2 separate regions of the Sus scrofa genome follow, and region 2 is linked to region 1. Evidence: chromatin contacts called from public Hi-C data. All regions are on one chromosome and are shown on one strand. The core of a region is the stretch at or near the end of the contact, and the rest is flanking DNA. Distances in the headings are between cores, read along the strand shown.

Evidence for each region. Hi-C and Micro-C count contacts between places; a contact is called where the count stands out from the background.
Region 2: a Hi-C map of liver shows a contact between it and region 1, with 1.9 times the contacts expected there. The contact joins two enhancer-like sites. A contact is called at or near these places in 2 of 47 Hi-C or Micro-C datasets (both in liver) and 1 of 2 datasets of contacts at active chromatin or transcription factors (skeletal muscle).

What each region holds. Positions count from the first base shown.
Region 1 is chr7:83,246,173-83,249,107 of Sscrofa11.1, forward strand. No RefSeq gene overlaps it. Among named protein-coding and RNA genes, the nearest start is that of NR2F2, 160 kb to the left of the region's middle. Within about 2 kb of position 1,524, at least 9 of the 83 cell types and tissues checked have an H3K27ac peak or open chromatin away from gene starts, as enhancers often do. A contact at or near this core is called in liver, where this site is marked.
Region 2 is chr7:84,072,853-84,075,787 of Sscrofa11.1, forward strand. All of the region lies in intron 1 of LOC110261615 (a long non-coding RNA gene), which reads right to left. Among named protein-coding and RNA genes, the nearest start is that of MCTP2, 890 kb to the right of the region's middle. Within about 2 kb of position 1,544, at least 6 of the 83 cell types and tissues checked have an H3K27ac peak or open chromatin away from gene starts, as enhancers often do. A contact at or near this core is called in liver, where this site is marked.

The DNA.
Region 1 (2,935 bases), core at 274-2,773:
ATCTGCCCTCCTCCTCAAGCTCTCTTCCTTCTAAGACAGGAGAATCTTCTAAGAAACCCCCATAGAAGACAGCCTCCAGGGTGCATATCCAGAATGCAAATTCAGATTTGAGCTTTGTTCCAAGAAAATATTTGTCCTGGAAAATTTCAAGGCTTGTTATCAAAGACCCTAACTTTCCCTGTCTTATGCGGTTACTGTGAAGTTCAAGTGTGAGTATCTATCCATCTATCTACGAAAGTACTTGTAATTGGTGAAGATCCACACTGTATTAAGTTATTATAATCGCATTTCTTTCCACTGAAAATGCTAATTTTTATCTCACCTGATAATTGTTTCCAAATAAGATTATCTCACATGGTAGTACATTTTCACTGAGAAATAATTGACAAAAAGCGTTGTATTAATTTTAGGTGTATGACATAATGATTAGATATTTGTATATATTGCAGAATGATCACCACAATAAGTCTGGTTAACATCCACCACCACACATTGTTACGATTTTTTTCTTGTGATCCTTTTTTTTTTTTTTGGTTTCCTTCTTGCTTTTTTTTACCCCTTTATGTTTTTGTTTCTTTTCTATTTCTGTTGGAAAAATTATTCCTTTGGAAATCTTATATCAGGAAAAACATTTTTAGAGAAGGGAGAGTTCCTCAGATTTTAAAAGAGGACTTTTTTTTTTTTTTTAAACTCAAAGCTCTTAATCTAATAAACCTCTTTATCTAATCAATTAAGCCTTTCATACAAATACTCAACTGATGCTTGGGTAGAATACGTATTCATTTCCAGTCACATGAGGTCTTATCAGTTATAATACAGAAAAAAGAATTAGTCACTCTCCAGTTGTAAGAGGATACCTCTGGGCTTATTCATTTTTCTGGAAATATTTTGGGGGGGGGTGGATCTGAAAGCTTATGAAGTAAACAGGTTGTTTTGTTCAGGAACCCTTCTCTGAAATAGTTAGCGGGGTTCATCTGATGACATTAACTTTGGGTGGTAATTTCCATGATGTCAAGGGCACGATGGAGATGGAAGAGGGATTAAAGCCAAGTTGAACAATCAAAGCATTACAGTAAATTGACTTGACTTGGCAGACTGAACCTCAAGTTGGCACCTTTTCACCACCTAATCCTATACAACTCAGGTCTGCCGACGTGGTTAGGCTACTTTCAAGTGGCCACAAGAGGTGAAGCAAGCGAAGTGGGAACTTTAAGATGCCGTGTAGGTGTGGGAGACCTCCAGGACCAACTTGCCATCCAGAGCACCCAAAGAATAAAACATTATGGACCCAGTTCTTTGTTCTTTTTTTTTTCTTTCCCCCCAGAACCTTTCAAAAATAAACTTAGTTTCTACTTATCCTCCTTCCACCCACTCTCAAAATTTCCCAGATATGCCTTTCTCCTAAAACCTTTTTAGTTCCTCCTGTGATTATTAACTCTTCTGTGAAAGAAGTCAGGTTTGCCCAGGAACTTCACTGAATAAAGATGAGTGTATATTTTAAAAAGGAAACAGCTGGATGGCAAAAGCCAGGGAGGGAGGCAGCTCTTGTTTCATTAGCAAAGGGAAGTTCAAGTGCTGGAAGAGAACTGGCCGGCAGCCACGGCGGGGAGAAAAAGGAAACACACGATCATAAAGAACTAATCATGAAAAATGGAAAGTGAGGACGGGCCAAGAACAACAAGAAATAAATAGATTTGGAAGGGGGAAAAAGACGAAGACGAGTGCAAAGCCATCTCAGGAAAGGGGCAATGAGAGCATGTGCGTTTCATTTGAAAAAAAAAAAAATTAATTCTGAAAATCATTAATGTGTCCTATGGAAAAAGATAACTTTTCAGGCCCAGGCTTCATTTCTTTTGTGCCATTTCAGAGTCTATTTCAGTGTATGGGAAAACAAAATAGAATTAGAGGGAGAAATTTATAATGGACTGGAGTGGTCTTTTTTTTTCTTCTTCTTCTGTTTTTTGTTTTGTTTTGTTTGATTTTTAATTTCTGCCTTATGGTAGGGAAAGGAAGCAATTAGTTTGGCTATGTAAGGTCAAAGACTACATCCAAACTGATAAAACAAGTGTTTCTAAGTGTAACTCACACAAATCCTAGCCTTAATTAGAGTTATCATACATATCTCTATCTGTGCAGTAATCACCTTATGCCTACTGCATATAATGGGAGAGTGATGGCTTAGGATTTACAGGTCTATCTCTAAATATTTTCAGATGAAATTAGCATTAATTTAAGGAAGACCCAAGAGGAAAACCAGACTCTAGTCTGTCCTTCATCTTGAAATCCGTTCAACATGATAAAATATACCAACATGGTCAATAGTCCAGACAATCCAAGAGAGAAGATATTTTTAAAAAACATTTTGAAGTTTTATATCAGTTACAGGCAACACTTTACCAATGAAGGGGTTGTTCTTTTATTGGGGGGGTGCTTATTAGCTCTTTTCTTTTTAAATTAGTTTTTAATAGCAGCATTTGTTTTAGGATGAAAAAAAAGGCATGGTGGTGAGTTTTGGAATGTACATTAATCTTGTTAATGACACCACACTGCATGGTTGGCAAAACAAGACTTTTGAATCAACCTGTTTTGTGTGTGTGTGTGTGGGTGGGTGTGTGGTAGCAATACTTGAGAAATAAGGCCAGGGAACAAGAGATACATGAAAAGTGCATGAAGACAGGATACAGGATTTCCTATGATTTTATGTAGCTCTTAATTAGGAAGCATATTGGCAGCAAATGCTAACATGTGTTAGGATGTTTAGTTGGAGCCAAATAAATGTTTTCTATTACGACTCTGAATCCCATGCCTCGTAGGAACCCGTGCAGTTCTGCTCACGGCTGACAAAATCCCGTTACAAGTCACCTCAGAGGCCAATTTTCTGTTGGCTCAGAGGGCAAAACCACTTTTCACCGCATGTTTTCCTGAAGGGTCATCT
Region 2 (2,935 bases), core at 294-2,793, 830 kb after region 1:
GAGGATGATCTCTCGCTGTGAGTTCTTTTTCCAAGGCAACAAGGCAGTGTTCGAGGCAGCAAGGTGGATTCTCCAGCTCGCAGCTTTGCTCCCTCGCCCAGCCAAAGGACACAGGCAGAGAATTGGAATTTCTTTTTTTTTTTTTTAAATCCTACTGAAAGGGGGCAAACTGGTGTCGTGGCTAGAGAAGGATGGGTCCTCTGCTGCCTGACGAATGATAAACTTGCATTCTCCAAAGTCATTTCTAATAAGAAAACAAAACAGAACTCATGGGCGAGAGTTGGTGAGCAGCCTGAATTTTGCAGGGAGGCAACTTTAATTGCCACACTGTCTGGCTTGGATGCCTGTGGTCCTGCGTGGTGTGTTTTAATAACAAACGCTTGTTCTAATGAATTAGCCTTATTAGGGGCTCCTCATATTCTTTCATAAAGAGCAGAGCTATTCTGAACTTCTGAATGCAACAGTCTCTTGATAGTCTCACACTGAAGGCTGTACATGGGATTGCATTTCCTCTTCTGTATTTTCATAAGGCCCATATATATATTTTTTTTTCATGGCAAGAGAGAGAGCATCAGAAAGATAAATATTGATCTTGCAGGTACAGGCCATATACAAATCCAGGACCATTAAAGATGCTTACAGAATTACTATGCTAAAAATGTATTTGTGTTTCCAGCTGAACAATCCGGATTTTAGTCCAGTCACCTCCTGCATATTTTTTTGATCCACTTGTGGCATTGGATAAAACAGATTCATTAGCTTTGATTAACCTTCTTTAACTAGAGTTAAAAACCTGCTGTAGGCAGCTCAGCTACCAGTGCAGCTTTAAGATACTTTATCATGTTTAAGACCCAATTACTGTTGCACTGAATAAGAATAAAACATCACAATAAAATGTGGAACAAACAGCCACTGTAACGTGCACAGCAAATAATCATTAATTTATAACAGCAACTTTCTCATTTCTATGGTTCCTCTGATGGCTGCATTTAATTCAAGTTGAAGACTCTGGAATCTGATGCTGATATAAGAAACTAGTTCTCGTGCCTCATTGACTACTGACTTATTTTTTTTCCCTCTGTCTTACAGCTTGCGTTTGGAGTCTCAGAAGGCTCTTTTTAAAAGTTTAAAATAAAATGGACAGAAAAGGGGAACTCAAGTTGAAACAGATTCTGTAGAACTAGGACTGTATGACAGAGAGAAAGAGAAAGAATTGAAGTTTGATGGTGTTGGAACTTCAGAATTTTAAAATGATTTGTCAATAATTGGAAACACTACTAGTTAGAAATGGTAAATATTAAAGAAACCCAGGCAAATAAAATTAGCATTGAGCTAATTAAAAGAGTTGTTCATACAGGATCTGCAAACTTTTTAAGAGCTACTACGGGGTCCATGCTATACATCTTGCATAGAAAGAAACAGAGCAAGAGAAAAGTCCAGCACATGATGAGTTAATTTTGGACAGGATTTGACTGAACCGGGAATAATGAACAGTGAGATACTGCAGCTTTCAGGCAAAACAGAGTAACAACAATTAAAAAAGAGAGAGAGGGAATAAAGGGAAAAAACAATCTCCAGTCAGTTAACTAACAAGAGCAGTCCAGCGTTTGAAACAGATAAAAACAGAGGCCACCAGGAACGCTGCTGTTACTGCTTCTTGCTTTGTGCCTGGATGTGGAAAGCATACAACATTTGTGAGCCAACTGTCTGTGGGGTTCTTCTCATCTGCTTTAAAATATTTGGTTTTGCCGTATTTCCATAATAACCACAACCGCACTCTCCCCTCTGAAAACCCCCCACAACAACAGATGTATGTTCTAAAAGGAAATAGAGACACTGATATAATCAGACACTAGTTAGAGGGCTTTCATACTAAATTCTCCAGCAAATTCACAACAACAAAAAACTCTCAACCATGGATGGAATTAATCTAAGATCCTTGATTATCTAAAGTTCTCAAAGTTTTCATTTTGCATTTTGTTTGTGAATGTATAGTGCTTTATTTATCAAACTGCAGCATAATTTTCCCTTCAGTTTGAGGCTGTGATTGTGAAACAAATAAATTGAAACTTATGGGCCCTGTTCCCTCCAAATTTAGTTCCATTATCACTTTAAGAATGCGCACAACTTGATACAAAAGGGATGTATGGCACTGGTTACTGAGTTGCTAACTCAGCAATATGTTGGTTGTTTCATGGCTGTGTGTGTGTGTGTGTGTGTGTGTGTGTGTGTGTGTGTGTGTGTGTGTGCATGTGTATGAACTATATGGCAGCAAAACAGCTTCCAAATATTTAAAATGTTTTCTTTGAAAGTAAGAAATAAGAATGAAATTTTGCAAAATTAAAAAAAAGACATTTTAAATAAGGACATACTTTAAAATAAGTTGGAATGGAATAAGAGTGATTTTTAAAATATCATTTGTCAATATTACAACTCTATCATAGCTACAGCTTTCTAGTATGTATTGATATGCACTTAAAATATATTATGTGTCCCACATAAAGCTAGATATTCCAAGGCATAACAGAATATGAAATGTATCTGACTGTTTTCAGCATTAGTTTTGGTCATAGTGCTATAGCCCCTGTGTTTGACTTGGAATAGTTTTAGTCAATCTTCTTCCTCTGAACATGCTCTTAGAATAAGTCCATATCAATAAACTATAGTTGGGGAGGAAAGTAGAATTGAGTTACAAAAAAATTCTTATGGTGAGGATCTTTTTGGCTTCCTGCCTCTGTATATTTCTAACCTTAGAAGCTGGAACCACTTAACCCCAACCTACAGGTCCAGCCCTGAAATGACTCTGGAAATCATCCCAACCCAGGGCCAGGGGATTTCAGGGAGCCATAGACCAGAAGTTCATCAGCCAAGCATAAAGTCTTTTTGGCTACTGGACAAAATCTAGTCCCTGTTTCCAGAGGCCAGCCTCCGGGCT